Regions from separate parts of the Capra hircus genome. Here region 2 is linked to region 1. The links are chromatin contacts, called in public Hi-C maps. All regions are on one chromosome and are shown on one strand. Each heading gives the region's core, a stretch centred on a gene start, on an enhancer-like site or on the middle of the called end of the contact. The rest is flanking DNA. Distances are from core to core; before and after follow the strand shown. Region 1 holds the start of TMED4 (transmembrane emp24 domain-containing protein 4). Region 2 holds the start of PURB (transcriptional activator protein Pur-beta).

Region 1 (5,547 bases), core at 1,142-3,641:
GTCAAGAATACTGGAGTGGGTTGCTATGCCCTCCTCCAGGGGATCTTCCTGACCCAGGGAAGCGACTGAACTGAACTACCCAATAGGCAACTCCCCATTCTCCCCATCCCTGCTTGTAACGACCATTCTGTCTCTGAATTTACTACTCTGTATACCTCATATAAATGGAGTCATATAATATATATTTGTTCTTTGTGACTGGCTTATTTCACTTAGCATAATATTCTCAAGGTTCATCCATATTGTTATATTGCAGAATTTTCTTTCTAAGGCTGGATATTATTCCATAGTATGTATATATCACATTTTGTTTATCCTTTATCCACCCACTGATGAGTTGCTTCTACCTCTTGGGTATTGTAAATAGTGCTATGAATATGGATGTACAAATGTCTTTCCAAAATCCTGCTTTCAATTCTTTTACAGATCTATCCAGAAATGGGATTGCTGGGATATAGGGTAATTTGGGGCTTCCTCAGTGGCTCAGCAGTGAACAAACTGCCTGCAATGTGGGAGGCTTGGGTTTGATCCCTGGGTTGGGAAGATCTCCTGGAGGAGGGAATGGTAATCCACTCCAGTATTCTTGTCTGTAGTAACCCATAGACAGAGGAGCCTGGTGGGCTAGGCCATAGGGTTGCAGTCGGACATGACTAAAGCGACTGAACATACATGCGTGTGATTTTATTTTTCTGAGGAACCTCAATACGACTTTCCATAGTGGTTGAGCCATTTTATGTTTCCACCAATAGTTCACAAAGGTTCCAGCTTCTCTACATTATCAACACTTGTTACTTTCTGTTATTATTTTTGGCTATGCTGGGTCTTTGTTGCTGCATGGGCTTTTCTCTAGTTGTGGCAAGCAGGGGCTTCTCTTCATTGCAGTGTGTGGGCTTCTCATTTTGATGGCTTCTCTTGTTGCAGAACACAGGCTCAGTGGTTGTGGCACACAGGCTTAGTTACTCTGTGCCATGTGGGATCTTCCCAGACTAGGGATCAAACCTGTGTTCCCTGCATTGGCAGGCAGATTTTTTACCACTGAACCACCAGGGAAGCCTTGTTATTATTTGTTAATAGTAGTCATCCTAATCTGTGTCTCTCATAAAGACACTTGTCATTGGACTTAGGGCCCACATAGATAATCCAGGATTATCTCATCAAGATCCTTAATTATATTTGCAAGATCCTTTCTCCAAGTAAGGTGACATTCACAGGTTCTGGGGACTCAAACATTGACATATCTTTGGGGGACCACCATTCAACTCATTATACTCCCTTTATTCTCCTCCCTGATACTTTCCTCCATCTGACATGCTATATGTTTACTCATATATCTTGTTTATTGATAGACAATAATCAAAATAAATCTGCAAGGACAAGGATTTTTGTTTCCTTCACCAGTGTGTTCCCAGGGTTTAACAGTGTCTGGTACAAATGGCTACTCAGCAGATACTGGTTGAGTGAATGGCTAGCTAGCCTAGGTCAAGGCTTGCAGGAATTTCTTCCTCCCACCTTTGAAGGGTAAAGGTCTGGGACCAGGGGAATTAGATTACCTAAGACAGGTTTCTTCCTGTGGGGAATGCAATCTTTTTTTTTTGGTTGTGCCATGCAGGATTTTAATTCCCCAACTAGTGATTGATCTCTAACCCTCCTACAGCAGAAGTACAGAGTCTTAACCACTGGACCACCGGGAAAGTCCCAATAATAATATTACCCATCAATCAGGACCAATTCCAGGGTTCTTTTTAGGAAAAAAATACAGATACCATTTTTTGCTAAAGTGATTTAAAATTCCTTGGATAAATGGTTGATTTTATGCCTATGGCAGGAAATGTACAAAATGGAAAACAAGGAAGATCCTACAGACTACTACAATTGTGTCAAAAGGGTATAGCAAAACAATGTTTTATTGGAGAATTTGAGCATTAAAAAGGGTAATGGGTTTAACGCACTGAAACACACTTACTGTAAATCCTCACTGGCTCCAGATTTGTTTGAAGGATATACCAAGGGCAGAGAAACATGTTAAATATCACATGAAGAAACAACCAAATTCAGAATGTGGAAAATTCTATGGGTCAAATGATCAAGTTGCTTCAATAAGTAGATGGCATCACCATCATCAACAATGGAAAGGGAAGGGGAATTGCTTATCCACAGATTTGGCTTCCTGTGGTCCACAGCAGTCTGAAAATATTAAATAGAAAATTCCAGAAATAAATAACTCATAAATTTTAAATTGCTCACAGTTCTGAGTAGTATGGTAAATCTTGCTCTGTCCTGCCTGGGACAAGAATCATCTCTTTGTCCAGGCATATCCTGCCTGGTTATAGTGGCCCTCTTAGTTATCAGACTGGCTGCACCACTATCACAGTGCTTAGGTTTAATTAACAATGACCCCAAAGTGCAAGAGTAGTGATGTTGGCAATTCAGGTAAGCCAGAGAGAAGCTGCAAAGTGCTTCCTTTAAGTGAAAAGGTGAAAATTCTCAACTTACTATGAAAAGGTGAAAATTCTCAACTTACTAAGAAAAAAAAAATCTTATGCTGAAGTTGTTAAGATAAATGTTAAAGGGTGAATCTGTGAAACTGTAAAGAAAGAAAAATTCTTGCTGGTTTTGCTATTGAACCTCAAACTGCAAGTTACAACCACAACATGATTCCTGCTTAGTTAAGATGGAAAAGGCATTAAATTTGTACAACAAAACATTCTGATACCATATTCACATAACATTACAGTATAATGTTCTATTTTGCTATTAGTTATTGTTAATTTCTCACTGTGCCTAACTTATAAATATTACCATGGGTATGTATAGAATAAAACACACGGGCGGGGGGGGGGCGGGGGGAGAGAGAGAGAGATTTTGGCACTATCTGTGGTTTCAGGCAGTCACTGGAAGTCCTGGACCATATATATCCCCTTTAGATAAGGTGTGACTACTATATATCAAAAGAGGTTTAAAAGACGTATCAATGAATGTAGTAAATAGACCTTTTTAACAATCCAAAGTTTATTGAGATAGGGGTGGGGGAACTGAAAATATACTAAGTAGTAGACTTATTAAAGAATTATTTTTGTTTTGGGTGTGATAATGTTATTTTTAACACTCCTTATTGGCTAGAAATACACTGGAATATTTATAGGTAAAATTATATGATGTCCAGGCAATCTTTAACACACTTCAGGAAAAAAATGCAGAAATGGATAAATAAGGCAAAATTTTGATTGCTGTTGAAACTGGTTGCTAGTATATGAAAGCTCATTGTATTCTCTTAATAAAAATTTTAAGACAAACTTTCAACCTTCCTTTGCTCTAATTCCATACCCAGTAAGGACCTTTCTGGCTTCTTTTTGGCCTTCCTCTGTTCCACAAGAGGAATGCTCTCATTAGGAGATGTAAACATGCCTCATAGACCTCCTCATTCTAAGTTTTCCTCAAGACTTTCCCTCAATTTTCTTAGCCCAGATACTCATTCTCAAGTTGCACCAGTTTGTTCAAAGAAAAGAAGGTGAAGGGCACAGAACCTTGGAAAAGGGAGGAACCTGCAGAGGTCGTCACTTAAACAAGACGACTGTCCCCTACTGAATATGGATGAGACCAGAAGTTGTCCGCATGACTGACTGCTGATTGTGGCCAGACTGTGACTTGTCCATTTCATTAAAGCTGAGCCATATGCTAATATTTAAAAATCAGATTTCATACTTAAATTTCCAGCTGCTAAAAAAAAAGATCTTATTTTCCGTCCTCACCGCACAACTGCTGCTGCTCAGGAAAGGTTTCCTTGTAAAACTTCTTTAATGCCACTAGGATATTTGTCTTGGTTCAATCCTACTTTTTAAGAGAGAAATAGGAACATATCCAATACTATGCAGATTCCTGGGTGGGGAAGACCCCTGGAGAAGGAAATGGCAACTCACTCCAGTATTCTTGCCTGGAGAATCCCATGGACAGAGGCTGGCAGGCTACAGTCTGTGAGGTCGCAAGAGCCGGACACGACTTAGTGACTAAACCATCACAACACTAAGCACGATAAGAATGATTTTTACAGAGTTTGTATTTAGGAAGGATGGGAAGCAGCAGAACAAGCTCTGGGCCCCCACCTGTACTTGTCACGGGCCCATCAGACCCACGAGGCTGGATTTTGTTCTGCTTCACATCTCTCTCCACTGTGAGCCCTAAACCACTGTGAAACAGTCGAGCAGACCCACACCCCAAGGGACTGTATGTTCCAAATCTTCACCTAGAAGACAATGAGCAGTTGGACAAGTTAAGAGAGAACAGTAAGGGCTGGAAACACAGGCGGAGACGCCGCCAAACCTCGCCCTGTGGGTGCAGTCTAGTGACCACTGGACCGTCTCTATTCGTCCCTCCTCCCACACATTTCTCACCTTTAGCCCAATCTCCACTTTCTCTTCCTGGTAGGCACCCCCGGGTGACTATCTGTGAGCACTTCGGTGTATACCCTAGCAGAGGAGTCTCAGAAAATAATCATTGCCACACCGTCATCTCAAGCAACAAAACCGATAAACTCCTAAAATCTGGAACACCTAAACCTGTTGGCCCCCCAAGGCTTGGAAAACCGTTTCCTGTAGGTCTGTTTGGAGCCCCACCCAGGTGAGGCTTCCACCCCGGGGTCATGGCTTCCAGAGGCTAGGTGACGCCTGAGGCTCCTACACGACTTCTCACACCGGTATCCTAGTCGGGGTCTTGGGAATGCTCTGTGGGTCCCCGGACTCCGACTTTCCTTTCCTCGGTAGACCTCCAGTTCGGAAGCCTAGGTCAACCCAATCTTCCGGATACGGGACCCAAACCTCTGCGCAGGCTGACGGGGTAAGCACCAGGGGCGAAGGAGGTGTCAGCGTTTCCGTACTCTTGCTCTGCCACGCCGCGTTTGCTGGGAGCAAGGCGCAGGTGCGCGCATGCGCACCGAGCTGAAGCCTCTTGGCAGTGGACGGAGCCCACTGAGCCTCCAAAGAGCGGGAGGGACCAGCCACTCTGCGTGTGCGCACCCTCCCCTCGGCCCTGTAACTTGGCCTAAAAGACGCGGGCGGGGCGGGGCGGAGCGGACGCAGAACTGGAGTCACCGCGCAAGCGCGTCCTGCGCCTGGCCTTTCTGCGTCGTCAGGGAGCGGGGCGCAGGTGCGCGCATGCGCACTGGGCAGAGCGCGCGCGTTGGCAGGTGTCTGGGCTGGGCGTCGGCGGGCAATGGGGTTGCCGGCGTTGCTGCTCCTTGCGCTGTGCGCGGCAAGCGCCCGGGGGCTTTATTTCCACATCGGCGAGACCGAAAAGCGCTGCTTCATCGAAGAAATCCCCGACGAGACCATGGTCATCGGTCAGGCGGGGCGAGGGTGGATCGGGCCCTGAGTTGTCCCCAAGACGCCGTCGGGCTCTCCGCTCGCAGCGGCACTCTGAGGACGCCGGACGGTGACCGGGCGAGCAGTGCCCTCGTCTGGCGTCCCGGGAGCCGCGGAGTGTGGGAGCTGGACGGACTAGGCGGGTTGTGACTGCTCTGTCTGTTCCGCAGGGAACTATCGCACCCAGATGTGG
Region 2 (5,695 bases), core at 1,427-3,926, 180 kb before region 1:
CCTCATCTAGTTTTTAAATCTGGTCCTTTCTCATGCCCTCAAAGCCCCAGTGGCTCCTTCTTAGTCAATCAGCTGCATCCAGTCCCCGCTGGCTTGGTTCTGCCAGGTGGTTGCTGCCTCCTGACCAAGCCCACCCGTGCTGTCCTCTGCCATGGCCTCCTCCTCTCCATCACACTCCTGTTCACACAGCCCCAGGGGCTCCCCCTCAACTCAAGCCCACTCTCCTGCCCACAAGTGAAGGCCTCCCCACTGAGCCCAGGTTTAACTGCCTCCAACTCTTTTGTTCACTACCCACTCCTCACAGACTTTGGGCTCCAGCCAAACTAGACTTTTCACCATCTGGGAACACATGTTCCCTCTGCCCAAAATAACCTACATTCATCTCCACCTGTCGAGATCTGTCCTTGAAGGGTTATTTAATGAATAGTACTGGGACAATTGGTCATTTGAAGGAAATTTTTTAGATTCTTCACTTCATACTATTCACCAAAATGTATTCAAGATAAACTAGAGTTAAAGATGAACTAAAGATATATGATATAATCACACCTATTAAAAACTGAACTGTAAAAAGTCTGGGAAATGTATGATTTTCAAATAGATAAAAAGGGAGAAGATGCTAAGCTTAAAATCCAAGAATGAAATTTCAAAGGAAACAACGCAGGAACTTCCCAGGTGGTCCAGTGGTAAAAATTGCATTCCCAATGCAGAGGGCACAGGTTTCATCTCTGGTTGGGGAACTAAGATTCCGCACAGCACAGACAAAAAAAAAGGAAATAAAGCAATGTGTCTAACTCATTAAACAGGATTTGACATTAAAACTGAACTGATAAGGAATGAAAACATGGGTAGAGAGTCCTTCACATGAACTGAGTGTTGGGCTCCCCTATGCAGAAAGTGGTTTGGCTAGCAAGAAATTAGAGAAGGAGCTTATTTCTTCCCTAGGGATTTCATATGTCCAAATTCTCTCCAAGATTGAAATGTTCAAGACCCCAAATTTGATGCTTTCCCCTGGACTCTTCTGTGTTGTTGAGAGGTATTATTCTAATTTTGTTTGTTTGGGTCTTTTTTATGAATCAGGACAAAGGATGATTAAACACTTGGGGAGGGGCTCCCCAGTGGTTTGGTCTCAGAACTTCCAGTATAGGGGACACAGGCTGGAGAACTAATATCCCTCATGACACATCCAAAAAAGAGGGAAAACGTGGGGAGTGCTTCTTCTGTGCCAGGTGAAGTGCTTACTGTGCATTATCTCACTTAATTCTTATAGCAACTCCACAAGATAGTTACTATTATTCCTATTTAACAAGTTATGCAACTAAGGCTTAAGAAGTTAACTGACATACCCAAAACCTCACAACCAGTATGGGATTCAGACCCAGGCAGAATGACTCTTAGCACACACCTCCTCCCATCGAAAGATACACATTTTACTTTTTTTTTTTAATATTTATTAATTAGGCTGGGCTTCCCTGGTGGGTCAACTGGTAAAGAAGCTGCCTTCAACGCGGGAGACCTGGGTTCAACCCCTGGGTTGGGAAGATCTCCTAGAGAAGGGAACAGCTACCCACTCCAGTATTCTGGCCTGGAGAATTCTATGGACTGTACAGTCCATGGGGTTGCAAAGAGTAGGACACGACTGAGCGACTTTCATTTTCACTTTATTTGGCTGTTGCCGGTCTTAGCTGCAGCATTGACATCTTTAGTTACAAGCGAACTCTTGGTTGAAACATGTGGGATCTAGCCCCCTATATTGGGAGCATGGAATCTCAGCCACCAAACCACCAGAAGTCCCATTTTTCACTTTTTAAATCCATTCCTGTTTCTCCACACAATGTAACACATAGAACAAGTATTCTTCCAAGTTAACGTGTAAAATGGTTACCAGTCCCTGTACATACGTGTTTTATAAAAATTAACTCCTTTCCTAAACTCTCCATCCCCACTACCACTACTTAGTTCAGGCCATCATTTTATCTTACGCCGCTGAGACGGTGATGATGTTACCAAGCATGTTCCAGGCACTATGTACGGTATTCCACGAACTAAGAGTACGTATTTATTGAGCACTCACGATAACTCAATCATTATGCTAAACATCACTCACGGATTCTTATACAGCAATCCTATTAGGTTAGTTTGGAGTATCCCCAACATCTTCCTTCCTTCAATTCCTCTTTCATAAATAATAACTGTACTCCGGTGTAATCTCCCTAGAATAAACAGAACTTATATAAAGCGTAATTTGAATCACTTTCGGCTATCTTGTAAAACCACCACCACAAACAAGATGCAGACTGTTTCCGTCGCCCGTAAGCTTCCAGAGTTCCTTCCCAGTTTACCCACCCGGGTCTCCAGGGTCCCCAAATCCCCGCAGACCCGTGACGTCACTGCCCTGCGCCCCGCAGCCGCCGCCTTGCGCGGCGCTTCCGGCAGCGAGGACGTGGGGGCGGGACGGGGCGGCGTCACGGAGGCGCGCGCCGGAAGCTGGCGCGGCGGAAGTGGCGGGGCGGGGCGCGGGGGCGATGGGGGGGCGGCGGCGGAGGCTGCCGGCGATGAACAGCGGGCGCGCGTGAGCGGGCCGGCGAGCGAGGCTGGGGGGCCCGGGAGAGCGAGCCGCAGGGCGGAGGGCAGGGGCGCGAGCGCGGCGGGCGGCGGGCGGCGGCCTGGGCGCGGCGGCGGCGGCGGCGGCCGAGAAGATGGCGGACGGCGACAGCGGCAGCGAGCGCGGCGGTGGCGGGCCCGGCGGCTTCCAGCCTGCGTCCCGCGGCGGCGGCGAGCAGGAGACGCAGGAGCTGGCCTCGAAGCGGCTGGACATCCAGAACAAACGCTTCTACCTAGATGTGAAGCAGAACGCCAAAGGCCGCTTCCTCAAGATCGCCGAGGTGGGCGCGGGCGGCTCCAAGAGCCGCCTCACGCTGTCCATGGCGGTGGCCGCCGAATTCCGTGACTACCTGGGCGACTTCATCGAGCATTACGCGCAGCTGGGCCCCAGCAGCCCGGAGCAAGTGGCGGCGGCGGCGGGCGCCGAGGAGGGCGGTGGGCCGCGGCGCGCGCTCAAGAGCGAGTTCCTGGTGCGCGAGAACCGCAAGTACTACCTGGACCTCAAGGAGAACCAGCGCGGCCGCTTCCTGCGCATCCGTCAGACGGTCAACCGCGGTGGCGGTGGCCCCGGACCCGGCGGCCTGCAGAGCGGCCAGACCATTGCGCTACCCGCCCAGGGCCTCATAGAGTTCCGCGACGCGTTGGCCAAGCTCATCGACGACTACGGCGGCGAGGACGACGAGCTGGCGGGTGGCCCGGGCGGCGGCGCCGGAGGCCCTGGGGGCGGCCTGTACGGGGAGCTCCCGGAAGGCACTTCCATCACGGTGGACTCCAAGCGTTTCTTCTTCGACGTGGGCTGTAACAAGTATGGAGTGTTCCTGCGCGTGAGCGAGGTGAAGCCGTCCTACCGCAACGCCATCACGGTCCCTTTCAAGGCCTGGGGCAAGTTCGGGGGCGCGTTTTGCCGGTATGCGGATGAGATGAAAGAGATCCAGGAGCGGCAGAGGGATAAGCTTTATGAGCGACGCGGCGGGGACGAGTCAGAGGGAGAGGAGGTGGATGAGGATTGAAACGCGCGGCTTCCTCCCCTACGGGCCTCCCCACCCCACCACCGTTTCCTTGGCTAGAGAGCTCCCCTTCCTATTCATCCCCAGTGAGCTAGTGGAGGGGAAGCAAGGGAGGCCCCGGAGGAGGAAAACAATTTTAAATAATATAGTTAATTAAGAGAAATAACCATAAGAGAACAGTCAGGACAATTAGAGAAAAGCGGTAAAGTTCCAAGGAATTGACAGCAACCTGCAAAGAGAGGATAACAGTGTCTCCTCACCTGAGCAGAAGTCTCAGCGTCTCTTCCTTCCCAGCTAAGATTCCTAAATCCATCGGGATAACCCTGGATGGGAGAGATCCTGCACGCTGGCCAAGGAACACCTCGAGTTACCCAGACCCGTTGATGACAGCTCAATTTGTGTTATATTTGGGTAACCTGGTCTAAAGATCTTTCTAGACCTCATTGTTGCAGTGTCTATCCCTTCACCTCCATTGAAATCAGCGTTTTGGATCTAGATCTTCATGGAATTCTTGCGAAGAGAGAGGCCTTTGCAGTTACCCAGTCCTGAGGGTACAAGTTTCATGAAAAGGAATGCAACTTTACGTAATCATAGACAGGGCAAAATAAGAATTCAAGAAGCCACCAGGGACAGAAACAAATTGGATCCAGTTTTAAATGGTTTTGCATAGAACCTGGACAAAGGCCCATGTCTTGTCTTTGCAGAATTATTTTCCGGGATGCAAATGGATTCAGATGTCAGTCCTTGAACTAGAATCCCTTACTATAATGTTTTGGAAGTTGGCAGATTTTTTTCAAAGATAAAAGCAGTTTTACATTGGGGGTTGCTGAGGTAGGCACAAGAAGAAATCAGGCATAAAGCACAAGGAAAACTGTTTGAGTGGATTGGTTGCTGCTCACTAAAGTTCTTCCCCGATCTCCAAATATGGAGGTCATGGCTTAGATATGAATGAGAGCCAGATACCCGTGGCTCCACTGTGTGAGCCAGTGAATTATGGCTAATTCGGCTGTTTCTGCCACTGGTTGGCTGGATTTTAAACCATAAAACTTGAACATCTTTACAAAAGGAACATTGTGGCTACAAGCCTGAGCTTTAATGGAATATAAGTCCACACAGAAAAGTTGGAAGTAACCAAAACTGAAGTCATCTACCTTCAGTTTAATCTGTGGATTTGTTCAAATACTAAAGATCCTCAGGTCCAGAATTCCAGCATCATTTATTCTTTTAAAATAAATTTTTAAGAACTTGGTCCATTGTATCAGTACCTCACAATCAAAGTTGGCAAATGATGGATGAGTGATTCAAGCAGCGTGCCCTTTGAAGCTGAAATCCATTTGAATGGAGCTGAAATGAACGTGAATATGCTGACTATATCCTGGAAGCATTTTTATACCATCTTGAAATTTCAACAAACTGGCTTTTGCCAGTTTATCCAGCTGTCTTTCAAGAATAAAAGTTGGGGTTTTCAAGGATCGCCTCTTCTATATTTTAAATGGATTTTCAGTATGATTTTTACTAATCAAGTTAATCCCACCCCATCAAAAGGTATTCCTAGAAGTGTCATAGACCTAGGTAACTTTGAATTGAATGGGAGCTAATGGTCTTTCCAAAGTTTTCAGGTATACTTTGTGCGACACCTTCTCAACAAGGAGGCAAGTAACCCCACCTCCACAATCTTAGTTTCTTTTTTTTTTAAACTGCATGCCTGCCCTTTATTTGAGCTGCCTTTTAATTTATTGCATACCTTTTTATTATCTTATTTTGGTATTATTCAATTTACAATCTTTTTGTATTTATTGGGAAATAAGTAATATACAAAAAGGTCGTTTTCATGAATTGTGGCTGAGAGGGAGGGAATAATTGTGTATATAAAATTAGGCTTTTTTAAAAAATTAGATTTGATTCAGAATATCACTGATCTTAGACTTTTTTGTTTTTAAAAAGTGGAAGAGCCACAAACATTGGTGCCCTTTTCAGACTATTTCTCTACTCATCATCCACAGTAGACTTTTTAAACAGATTTTTTTTAAGCTTTTCTTTTTTAAAAAAAAATTTTTCTCCGTTGCAAAGAATGTTTCCTAAAT

Evidence for each region. A called contact is a pair of places that touch in the nucleus more often than the background predicts.
Region 2: a contact with region 1 is called in a Hi-C map of blood, with 4 times the contacts expected there. The contact joins the promoter of PURB here to the promoter of TMED4 in region 1. A contact is called at or near these places in 3 of 5 Hi-C or Micro-C datasets (blood and liver).

The regions. Positions count from the first base shown.
Region 1 is chr4:43,333,144-43,338,690 of ARS1.2, reverse strand. TMED4 (transmembrane emp24 domain-containing protein 4) reads left to right here and starts at 2,391. Exons shown (of 6, transcript XM_018047499.1): 1 at 2,391-2,430; 2 at 5,042-5,332; 3 at 5,525-5,547. The coding sequence starts at 2,391.
Region 2 is chr4:43,509,234-43,514,928 of ARS1.2, reverse strand. It overlaps PURB (transcriptional activator protein Pur-beta), which reads left to right and starts at 2,676. Exons shown (of 1, transcript XM_018047039.1): 1 at 2,676-5,695. The coding sequence starts at 2,700. The coding sequence ends at 3,614.